2 separate regions of the Xenopus laevis genome follow, and region 2 is linked to region 1. Evidence: chromatin contacts called from public Hi-C data. All regions are on one chromosome and are shown on one strand. Each heading gives the region's core, a stretch centred on a gene start, on an enhancer-like site or on the middle of the called end of the contact. The rest is flanking DNA. Distances are from core to core; before and after follow the strand shown.

Evidence for each region. Hi-C and Micro-C count contacts between places; a contact is called where the count stands out from the background.
Region 2: a Hi-C map of the XL177 cell line shows a contact between it and region 1, with 4 times the contacts expected there. The contact joins the promoter of ncoa3.S here to the enhancer-like site in region 1. A contact is called at or near these places in 2 of 4 Hi-C or Micro-C datasets (the XL177 cell line and the XTC cell line).

Annotation. Positions count from the first base shown.
Region 1 is chr9_10S:8,563,884-8,570,160 of Xenopus_laevis_v10.1, forward strand. No RefSeq gene overlaps it. Among protein-coding and RNA genes, the nearest start is that of zmynd8.S, 16 kb to the left of the region's middle. Within about 2 kb of position 2,763, at least 2 of the 7 cell types and tissues checked have an H3K27ac peak or open chromatin away from gene starts, as enhancers often do.
Region 2 is chr9_10S:8,637,170-8,643,446 of Xenopus_laevis_v10.1, forward strand. It overlaps ncoa3.S (nuclear receptor coactivator 3 S homeolog), which reads left to right and starts at 2,525. Exons shown (of 21, transcript NM_001088263.1): 1 at 2,525-2,613; 2 at 3,916-4,088; 3 at 5,058-5,158. The coding sequence starts at 2,525.

The sequences.
Region 1 (6,277 bases), core at 1,513-4,012:
AGCTTATTGTGTGCCCAGAACATTCCATCTCTGTATATTTGTATTTATACATAAGGGAAGGAGGTGCCATATTGTTTCCCTTAGACAGTACAGTATGAGGTATAGCTTATTGTGTGCCCAGAACATTCCTTCTCTGTATATTTGTATTTATACATATGGGAAGGAGGTGCCATATTGTTTCCCTTAGACAGTACAGTATGAGGGTATAGCTTATTGTGTGCCCAGAACATTCCTTCTCTGTATATTTGTATTTATACATATGGGAAGGAGGTGCCATATTGATTCCCTTAGACAGTACAGTATGAGGGTATAGCTTATTGTGTGCCCAGAACATTCCTTCTCTGTATATTTGTATTTATACATATGGGAAGGAGGTGCCATATTGTTTCCCTTAGACAGTACAGTATGAGGGTATAGCTTATTGTGTGCCCAGAACATTCCTTCTCTGTATATTTGTATTTATACATATGGGAAGGAGGTGCCATATTGATTCCCTTAGACAGTATGAGGGTATAGCTTATTGTGTGCCTTGAGAATTGTGTCTCGGTCACCATATGAAACCCATTATGTCCTCTGCAGCCCTGTAAAAGTAGGCAGTTTGGGGCCTACAAAGCAACCTTTCATATTTCCCATGTTTGAAAAAAAAAAGGTTACGTTAATCATTTTACTATATGCCGATCAAATATTAAATGTTTTTGGTTCGGATTATCAGTGACAGAGAGAGAACAGCGATGGACAGGTTAGAATCTTGCTTGCCGCGTTCATTAATATTTCAGCTTTTTTCCAGCAAGTGAAATGGAGTGTTCCCTGTGCAAAACTGTCAGGTATAATATTGTTGTATTTGTGACAGTTTATACATGTGGCAGAGGTGCTGCCCATGTCCAATGTCAAGGTAGGACCTAATGGAATGACAAGGGGAGGTGGGTATAACTAACCATCAGTACTAATGCAGGAGGGCCCATACTTTACTAATGTAAGGTCTACTTTTAGTTATAATGTCCCATTATGATCTACATCCATAAAAACTTAGTTAGCACTCCCTGAAAAACATTACTTAAATATTGATTTATGAGAAAATGTATATTGTTATATTTAAACATCTATTAATTATGTAACTTTAACATAATATATATCTGAATGAAAAGCATGAAACAGGAGGGTGATTCAGACAAACTGTTTACAGTGATGAGCAAATTTATTCGGCAGCCATGGATTTGCGGCAAAATTCCAAATTTCGCCATGTGCAAATTTTATTTGCGAAACGCCTTTGGCAATTCCTGTGGCTTTCTGTGCATGCGCAGTTGTTAGGGACCGGAATATGGCTACAACTGCGCATGCACCGATAAGGCGCTTACGTGCTGAAGTTTCCCGAAACGCTGAATATGGCCCCTATGAGCTACGCTGCACTGACTCTGCAATGAGTAATTACCATTTACTTGTGCGAACACCTGTGCAGGGGGGGAGCAGGGAGGGGGGACTATTAGAAAGGGGGTTTAGTTCTCCTTTAATGCATTTGGACAAAAAAGTTGCCTTAAAGGGATCTTGTCATCTGAAAACATGTTTTTCAGAGCATCCCTAGTTACTAATGTCTGCCTTACCAGCAAAACGCATCAGTTAATAGTGCTACTCCAGCAGAATTCTGCACTGAAATCCATTTCTCACAAGAGAAAACAGATTTTTTTATATTCTGTTTTGAAATCTGACATGGGACTAGACATTTTGTCAATTTCCCAGCTGTCCCTGGTCATGTGACTGCACTTTAGGAGAGAAATGCTTTCTGGCAGGCTGCTGTTTTTCCTTCTCAATGTAACTGAATGTATCTCAGTGGGACATGGGTTTTTACTATTGAGTGCTGTTCTCAGATCTACCAGGCAGCTGTTATCTTGTGTTAGGGAGCTGTTATCTGGTTACCTTCCCATTGTTCTTTTGTTTGGCTGCTGGGGGGGGGAAAAGGGAGGGGGTGTTATCACTCCAACTTGCAGTACAGCAGTAAAGAGTGATTGAAGTTTATCAAAGCACAAGTCACATGACTGGGGGCAGCTGGGAAATTGACAATATGTCTAGCCCCATGTCAGATTTCAAAATTGAATATAAAAAAATCTGTTTGCTCTTTTGAGAAATGGATTTCAGCTTCAGATTCCAGCAGAATTCTGCTGGAGCAGCACTACCGATTCATTTTGAAAAAAATGGTTTTTCCCATGACAGTATTCCTTTTAAGAAAAAACACCCATTGACTTTAATGCATTTGGACAAAAAAAGTCTCCATAAAAAAAAACCTCCCATTGACTTTTATGCATTTGGACAAAAAAGTCACTATACGAAAAAACACCCATTGACTTTTATGCATCTGGACAAAAAAGGCTCCATAAGAAAAAACGCCCATCTTTTACTGCGTAAAATAAGTTGCGTGTATAAACACCCACTGACTTTTTGAATTTTTTATAGGTTCCACAAATTTTTGGCCGAAACCGGACAGATTGGCTCATCACTATTGACAGTGTCTTGAGATCTACGGATTTTCAGCTAAAGGTTTACTGGTAGATCCCCATCTAGCTTTTTGGTGTAATGTTTTACTTTAGTCATTTCATTTCCCTTCTATATTTGTCCAGTGGAAATGTTATAGCTGTGAAAATACAAGATTATTATCTCATGCTTTGTTTTCCTCTAGCTTCTGTGATGGTGATCCTGGTTTCACTTGCAATGTTTGCCATACCTAAGCTGCCATTGTCTCTTAGGCATGCTTGATCTCGAGCTTCCTTATCTCCTCCCAAGAAGAGGGGGTAGTGAAACAGCAAAGGGGAGTCAAACAGGTCTGTACACTACAGAGTAATGCCATAGCATTGTTCCAGCGTACATATTCCTACTTATTCCCCTTTACTAAGCACAATTCTGCAGGCCAGTAGCATAAGCAGATGTTACTGGACCCAGGCCCGGACTGGCAATCTGTGGGTTGAGGCAAATGCCAGAGGGGCTGCTATAAGGTGCCATAGAAAGTCAGTATTTAGTGGGCTGGTGGGGGCTGATTGGACCTCTATGTGAGCTAAATGGGCCTATTTTAATACTCAGTCCGGACTAGGGTTGCCACCTTTTCTGGAAAAAATAGTTCTTCCTATATATTTATCTAAAAACATTGGGATCAACCATCATTTTTACCAACCAGGTAAAATACCAGCCAGGTGGCAACCCTAGTCCAGACCTGCCTGGACCCCACACCAAATTAATTTTAGGGCTCCCAAAATATCCAGAGGTTGTCCTGTTTTACCAATATATATTGAAATTGCTCATTAAATAGGACCTCATGAGGCCCCCTATATCTCCTGGGCCCCCCTGCAGCCACAGGGTCTGCTCCCTCTGCAGCTTTGGGCTGGGCCCCCAACTGCAACCCCCCCCCCTCAGCTAGGTTTGCCACCCGGCCGGTAAAATATGTGCCAAGGCCGGAGCTGGTATTACATATTTACTGGCAATGTAGTTGCCGCTAATTTGTAATACCCTTAACAAATGCCCTTGGCCGGTGGAACTTACCTTTTCTTAGTTTTCTTGGCATCGCGCAGCGTTTCCCTGCCCCTTTCGCGGCACTACTCCCCCATGGCTCCACCCATTTTTGTGTCACGGACGCTCCTTTAGTTCCCGTCCCCACCACTGGGCGGTAAAATGTTTTTGAAAAGGTGGCAACTCTACCCCCAGCGTGTACCTTTCCCTTTACACGGCTGAGACCGAGGCCAGGGAAGGAGGTCAGAGGCAGCAGCAATGGCTTAATTCAGGGGGCAGGTCTGGACCAGTGGGGCCCACCTAGGGTTGCCAGCAGGCCGGTATATCATCAGCCTGGCCAGTAAAAATGATGGTTGATCTCAATGTTATTAATAGGGAAAAAAGATAAATATATAGGAAGGACAGTATTTTTTTCCAGAAAAGGTGACAACCCTAAACACACCAGATTTTTTCTCAGGGTCTTGCTGGCCCATTTGCAGGTCAATTATTAGGGTGTAGTATATTACAATGTACACAAATGTATCCAGTTTTAAGTATTTTTTAAGTACAGGTATGGATTCGGGGGTCAGGAAGAATCCAAAATAGTGGATTCGGAGCATCCCTAGTTACTAATGTCTGCTTTACCAGCATCAAATAAAACCATTTCCGGCAGCCTTGCCCACCCACTCCGAGCATACACCTGCGCTTCACAATGGCTAGTTAGAACTTGAATTATAACTGCTTTAAATTCTGTTTTCTTTAGCTTTAGTTTGTGTTCCTGCTGCTGCTTGCCCAAGTACATCTTGCTACTATCTTTTCAAGGTGCCAAGCTGGGCTGAAAAATCAAGGCCAGGGAAAAGTGGCAGAGTGACGACATGATTATTTTATTGTATTAAGGTCAGGGTCTAAGGATCTGTAATATTAACAGAAAGTAGAAACAAAACAAACTGAGCACATTATTTCAGACCAATCCTAGTGAACCCGGAAGATCTGTTGGGTAAAATATTCCAAGTCATAAAGACAGATTATGTTGCATTAAAGGGATTCGGTCATGATTTTTATGATGTATTTTTTATTTCTATATTACACTGTTTACACTGCAAGGGGTTGGATTGCTTTTTAGCAAGTGAGGGCAAACAGGGATATGGGAGATAGCTCATAGTACAAGTTGATCCAGGTACCGGTCCCATTGCCATTTTGGAGTCAGGAAGGAATTTTTTCCCCCTCTGAGGCAAATTGGAGAGGCTTCAGATGGGTTTTTTTTGCCTTCCTCTGGATCAACTGGTTAGGCAGGTTAAAAAAAAAAGTTAAAAGGTTGAACTTGTGTTGACGTGTGTCTTTTTTAACCTAACTTACTATGTTACTATGTAATTCACTCTTACCATATACAATTTTATTACTGAACCAGCAAGTGTATTTTTTTTTTCAAGTTGTAATATTGGTGTAGGCGCCATCTCAGGTCATTTTGCCTGGTCATGTGCTTTCAGAAAGTGCCAGCACTTAAGGATGGAACTGCTTTCTGGCAAGCTGTTGTTTCTCCTACTCAATGTAACTGAATGTGTCTCAGTGGGACCAGGATTTTACGATTGTGTGCTGTTCTTAGATATACCAGGCAGCTGTTACCTTGTGTAAAGGTGGCCATATAAAGCTGTCAATATCGGTCCTTTAGACCAATTCAGCAATTTATCTGCTCGTGTATGGGGGCTTCCAACAGGTCTTCCCGATCGATAGCTGGCCACGATATTGATCGGGAAGGTTTCATTTTCCACCAACCTGTTGGAGCCCATTGCTCCTCATTGTAATCCGATCGTTTGGCCCTAGGGCCAAATGTTTGGATTACCCCGATATAGCCCTGTCATTGGTGGGCATATCCGCTCGTTTGGGGATGTCGCCATACGAATGGGTCCCTTCATGTATGGCCATCTTAAGGGAGCTGTTATCTGGTAACTTTCCCATTGTTTTGTTTTTAGGCTCCTAGAGGGAAAGGGAGGGGGGTGATATCACTCCAACTTGCAGTACAGCAGTAAAGAGTGATTGAAGTTTATCAGAGCACAAGTCTCATGACTTGGGGCAGCTGGGAAACTGACAATATGTCTAGCCCCATGTCAGATTTCAAAATTAAATATAAAAAAAATTTGTCTGCTCTTTTGAGAAATGGATTTCAGCGCAGAATTCTGCTGGAGCAGCACTATTAACTGATGAGTTTTGAAAAAAAATGTTTTTCCCATCACAGTATCCCTTTAACTTCCCCTGTAATGCAAACTTTTAGGTCACATGAGTTGATTAGTAGCAGTAATTGCACCCTGTTCACTAGTATGGCACGAATTGATGTCAGGTGCTTGCAGACTGTCAAAATTAACTGCTGGTTGTCCAACTGAACCCCACCCACTTTTGGCAAATTTAATCTCTTGGAGGAGGGTGCATAATTAGATGGAAACTGGGCCAACTGGAATGTATGTAAGGTATGCATGTTTATTATGTATGGGACTTCATGACTGGTGTTTTACATTAAGGACAAGCATCTTGCCAAAGGACTCATCAAGGCGAGGCATCTGAACAGATCAGAAGTGAGACAGGAGGTACAAACCGACACTGACTTCATCAGAACAATTAATTGCACCCTGTAAATTGCAGCGGAAATAGATGAAGGTATCACTGCAGCATTAAAGGGGCAGTACACACCTATATATTCAACATGAGCACAATAAATACAATTAATGCTAAAAATACATCCTGCCAATTCTTTTAGTTATATATAAGTAGGGATGTACCGAATCCACTATTTGGGATTCGGCCGAATACCCGAATC
Region 2 (6,277 bases), core at 1,275-3,774, 73 kb after region 1:
GGACTGTCGCAGTCTTGTCATGAACCTCAATTAATCACTCTGATCTATTGCAAAAATGAAAATTTAATATAAGCTTCATCATACTGAAATAAGAAACTTTCCCAATACAATCAATAAAAATTTTGCATTGTTTCTAAAAGAATCAAGTTTATTTTCACTATTCCTCTCTCAGCATCTGTTTCTCTTCATTTTGTCTTCAGGCAGCAGTTGGGTGTCAAATGAATGATCCAGAATATCTTATATTGGGGCTCCTTTTGCCTAAAAAATGTATTGGAGCTCACTCTATTAAAGCCTCCAGACATCATGTCTCTCTACATGCAGAATTTGTGCAAAAGGCAGATAATTTGTTAGTTTTTCACTGGTCTGTAATCAGTTATTTGAGTGAGCTCTAATACATCTGCTAGGAAAGGAGCCCCCCTATAAGATATATTGTCTGGGGATATGGTAATACTCTAGGGCAGTGCTTTTTGGATATAACCCATGGTGTGACTTACAGTGATCGGCTCATTAGCAGCAGTCGTGCAGTGGCCCCATAAGCACATCCTGGATCCGTATATACCTATGTACTTTAAGTCTGTGCTCCACTTCAGATCCTACTGCTTATTTGTTTAATTGTGTTTGTAACATAATGCAGGCAGCTCAATGGCTTTCCAAATGCTCCGTCTCCCTCTTTTATTCAAGAAGACCTATAGGAGTAACTTCACTTTGCTCCTCCATGGCTGTTACTGATCAGCTCTCAATGTCTGTTTTCGGGATGCTACAATGTAACGTCGCTATGTTAAAGCATGTTTTATTTACAATTAAACGTTATATCTGTTTATGAGGCACCTTGGTATTGTAACAGCTTAAAGGGATACTGTAATGGGAAATCTTTTTTTTTTTCTTTTCAAAACACATCAGTTAATAGTGCTGCTCCAGCAGAATTCTGCACTGAAATCTCAAAAGAGCAAACAGTTTTTTTTTTTAATATTTAATTTTGAAATCTGACATGGACCTAGACATATTGTCAGTTTCCAAGCTGCCCCAGTCATGTGTCTTTTGCTCTGATAAACTTCAGTCACTCTTTACTGCTGTACTGCAATTTGGAGTGATATCACCCCCTCCCTTTCCTCCCCCAGCAGCCTAACAGAACAATGGGAAGGTAACCAGATAGCAGCTCCCTAACACAATATAACAGCTGCCTGGTAGATCTAAGAACAACACTCAATAGTAAAATCCAGGTCCCACTGAGACACATTCAGTTACAGTGAGTAGGAGAAACAACAGACTGCCATAAAGCAGTTCCATCCTAAAGTGCTGGCTCTTTCTGAAAGCACATGACCAGGCAAAATGACCTGAGATGCACCTACACACCAATATTACAACTAAATACACTTGTTGGTTCAGGAATGACATTTTATATTGTAGAGTGAATTATTTGCAGTGTAAACAGTGTCATTTAGAAATAAAAACTACACCATAAAAATCGGGACAGAATCCCTTTAATTGTATTCTGCTATTGAATAGAGCCCTCCTGGCTGCATATTCACTTTAGGGATCGAGAATCACATGACAGGAAGGAAGAAGATAATGACAGGAGCAGCTGGAAATAAACTCCCTGTGCAAGAAGAAAACGGGGCTAAAACTAAACCAGAATTCAAATAATGACACTTTGCAATGCTATACTCAATTAACCATGTCATTCCCCACTTTCAGGTACTGCAAAGCTTGTTTCCCTTCAATTTCTTTGTGTTACTGGATAGAGTTTATATCCCTAAACCAACCGAGCAGTGGCGTTAATAGATGTTACTGGGCCCCACAGCAAAGTCATTTTAGGGGCCCCAGCAAATCCAGAGGTCGTCTTGTTTTACCAATATATGTTGAAATGGCTCATTAATTAGGGTCTCGTGGGGCCCCCTGTACCTCCCAGGCCCCCGTGCAGCCACAGGGTCTGCTTCGTCTGTAGTTACACCCCTGCACCCGACAGTTTATTACAGGCTGCTTATTTGTCAATGCTGGCTTTATTAACAAGCGAGGCTTTCTGTGACAGTCAGCTTGCTGCAGAAGGTACTTGTAAGTTTGCAGAAATCTCAAATACTCCCTCTACTAACCCTTGGGGAGGACCTCAAGAGTGTTTGTAAGTGCAAGAGTAATTACAGGAATCTGATAAGCCTTTTTTTTTTTTTTTTTTCCTCCTATTTTTGGCATTGGCATAGTAGTGCCATCTAGTGGGGATTCAGTAGAAGAGTCGTACAGAAGCCTTATAATATATATAGAGAGAGAGAGAGCGACATTATTTAGATAGATATTTAGAGATTATAGAGATTATTTAGATAGAGATAAAGATTATTTAGATAGAAATAGATATAAAGATAGAGATAGAGATAGATATAGTCCGGGCTTCAGAGGTTCAATGTGAGGTTAAAACTTGTTCTTCAGTGGCCATTTTACTGACCTGGGCCTTTCCTGCAGACAGATCAACTTGCTTAATTCTCTAATTGGCTCTAATTTTTGTTTGTGTTCCAGCTGCTGATGTGTCTTCACGATGAGTGGATTAGGGGAAAACTCCTTGGATCCGCTGGCGTCTGAAACAAGAAAGCGCAAGCCGTCTTCCTGTGATACCCCCGGACCTGGGTAAGAGGCATGGCAAGCTATAGAAGTAACCTGCTGAGTAGAATGGCTCCAATATTGTTCTACTTATTCTCTTGCCATCACTAGTTCAGAAACATACAGGCTTTTTCTTCTTGTAGAAATAAACATAGAGATAACAGCTGGTTAGATTGAAAGAGTGGGACTCCGATTGCCCAATGTGTCTTCAAAAATATCCCAATTTACAGGTTGGTGCCCCTGTTCTAAGGGTAGCCTGTAGGCCTGTTTGGGGCAAATTCAGGTAGACCATGATTTCCATGCCTTTTTCTTCTAACTCATTCCGTCTTTCAAATGGGGGTCACTGACTTCATCTAAAAACAAATGCTCCGTAAGGCTACAAATGTATGTTATTGCTACTTTTTATTACTCCCCTTTCTATCCTATTCATATTCCATTCTCTTGTTCTAATTAATGCATGGTTGCTAGAGTAATTTGGACCCTAGCAATCCGCTGAAATTGCAAACTGAAGAGCTGCCGAATAAAAAGCTAAATAACTCAAAAACCACAAGTAATAAAAAATGAAAACCAATTGCAAATTGTCTCTCTACATCATACTAAAGGTTAACTCAAAGGTGGATAACCCCTTTAGGGCAGAGACAGACGAGAAGATTCGGGGAGATTTAGTTGCCCGGCGACAAATCGCCTCTTCTTCGGGCGACTAATCTCCCCGAACTGCATCACCGACCTCTAGAATCTAAATCGCCGGCGGGATTGCAATCAGATTGCTTTGTTTTCCGAAGTTTCCTTCCGAGTGCCTCTTCTTCGGGCGACTAATCTCCCCGAACTGCCTTCCTGCCGGCTACAATCGTAATCGCCGGGGGGGGGGGGGGTGGCACTCGGAACACTTTTCCCAAGTTGCCACAATTTGCCTCACAAGGAAACTTCTGGTGAGCTCAGAAAACAAAGCGATCCGAGTGTCATCCCGTCTGCGATTTAGATTCTAGCCAGTCGGAGGCAGTTCGGGGAGATTAGTAGCCTGAAGAAGAGGCGATTTGTCGCCGGGCAACTAAATTTCGCCAAATCGTCTCGTCTCTGCCGTTATGAATACTACACAAGTGTGGTTTATATTATTGACTTGTTACACTCACATGTACTGTATTATATTTTATGTATATCTATCTCTATCTATCTCTATCTATCTCTATCTCTCTCTCTCTCTCTCTCTCTCTCTCTCTCTCTCTCTCTCTCTCTCTCTCTCTATCTCTCTATCTCTCTATCTCTCTATCTCTCTATCTCTCTATCTCATTGTAAATCACATTCAGTAAAGACCATTGCTCTCTTCAATAGTCTGACCTGCAGTGGTGAGAAGAGGAGACGTGAGCAGGAGAGCAAGTACATAGAGGAGTTGGCCGATCTCATTTCAGCCAATCTTAGCGACATAGACAATTTCAATGTCAAACCGGACAAATGCGCGATCTTAAAGGAGACGGTCAGGCAGATCCGTCAGATTAAAGAGCAAGGTAACTAATACGTATGTCCCTTTTTCATTCCTGTGTCTGTTGATTTGTATCGCAAACCATCGTCTTTGGTCTGTCCTACACAAGAGAAGAGAAGACTTCAGGGGTTGTTTATTAAAAGTGCAAAGCGAAAAATTAAAAAAATCTTCCAGTTTGCCATGTCTTTTATCCTCCATGAATTCCAGGAAAAATCAGGCACAACATTTAAGGGCTAATGTAATACAAGACACTAGGAGCATCTACCGGTAACCTGTTTAAAAGCAAAAATCTACTAGGTTACTGCTCCTGGGCAAACTTAGTGCCTTTTATTACATAGGGGGGTTAGTTCTAGAAGATATCGGAAGTGTAAAGATTTGCTCAACTTGGTAAAATTGAGTGGGTATATGTTACCAAGGGAAGGTTCTTTTATACTTGTGTGCCCCTATAATTGGATGTGGTACCACATTGAGCATTTATGGACACAGTATGTGTGTGTGTGTGTGTGTGTGTGTGTGTGTGTGTGTGTGTGTGTGTGTGTGTGTGTGTGTATATATATATATATATATATATGTATATGTATGTATGTAGAGGGAATGGAGTGCACAACCATAAGAAAAAATCGATACCTGGGTGCTAGTCCATAACATATAGAACAATACTGCACAAAATGACAGCACTCCAAGGAAGTTCACAGCGAGTCGATGTTGCTAAAGTGGAGGTCTTTATTGAAGATCCAAAGTTTCGGTTCCTTACTGGAACCTTCGTCAGGGTTATTATCCCTGACGAAGGTTCCAGTAAGGAACCGAAACGTTGGATCTTCAATAAAGACCTCCACTTTAGCAACATCGACTCGCTGTGAACTTCCTTGGAGTGCTGTCATTTTGTGCAGTATTGTGTGTATATATATATATATATATATATATATATATATATATATATATATATATATATATATATATATATATATATATATATATATATTCTGTTTTGCAGGAAAAGCCTCTTCTAATGACGACGATGTGCAGAAAGCCGATGTTTCCTCTACAGGGCAGGGGGTGATTGATAAGGATTCTCTCGGGCCGCTGTTATTGCAGGTGAGCAGAGCCGTGCTTATTTTTTATGGATGCAACAAATCCACTTTTTTTTGGATTCGGACGAACTCCCGAATCCTTCGCAAAACGATTTGGTCGAAAACCAATCCAAATCCTAATTTGCATATGCAAATTAGGGGTGGGAAGGGGAAACATTTTTTGACACGATTTCCCTCCCGCCCCTAATTTGCGTATGCCAATTAGGATTTGGTTCAGCCAGGCAAAAGTATTCGGCCGAATCCTGCTGAAAAAGCCCGAATCCTGAACCGATTCCTGCATCCCTATTATTTTTGGATAATCTGAGTAACTGCAGCGATAGCGAGTTTCGGTTCATCCTTGCTGGATGTTAAAGTGCATTGCCGTGATCCACAGGGCATTGGTACACTTTGAAAATAAAAGTTTGCAAGTTACATGCTGCTTAAAGGACAACTAAACCCTTAAAATGAATATTGTCTGTGACACTCACATGCTCAGTGGGCTCTGATTGGCTGTTGAGAAGCTAAGCTTAGGGGTCGTCACTAATTATCCAGCAGAAAATGAGCTTCCCCTGTAATATAAGCTGATGCTACAGGTTTGCTGATTATTCAATTCTGATGCTAATTGCACTGGTTTCTGTGCTGCCATGTACCGTATATACTTGCGTATAAGCCGAGTTTTTCAGCACTGAAAATGTGCTGAAAAAGTCTACCTCGGCTTATACGCGAGTCTCTCCCCTGCTGCGTGCTCGTTCACTATTTCCTGTGCCTGTCCGCACAGCAAAGATGTACAGTATAGCATTCTGAGTAATGCTGCTGAAGTGCTGGGACAGGCTGAATAGCATGACAGGCGTGCGCGCCTAACTCACACTGATCCATGCGCGATAGAGCAGGCTGCGTGCAGTTTCAGGCAGAAAACTGGCGGCCATGATGTCATGACATTGCGCATGTTACGTTCCGGCGCCCATGCGCTAAGAGAGGCGCGGTGCCCTTCTTCAATGGCGCCTTCTCAATGCGAAAACAGCCGTTGCTCTCCCTGTCAGTGATCGCTTTCTCCCTCAGGCATAGTACGGTAAGCCTGGGGAGCACTACGCTACACTACTGTAGGAGAGAGAGAGGGGAAGGAAGCTGTTCTGCTGCAGAGCAG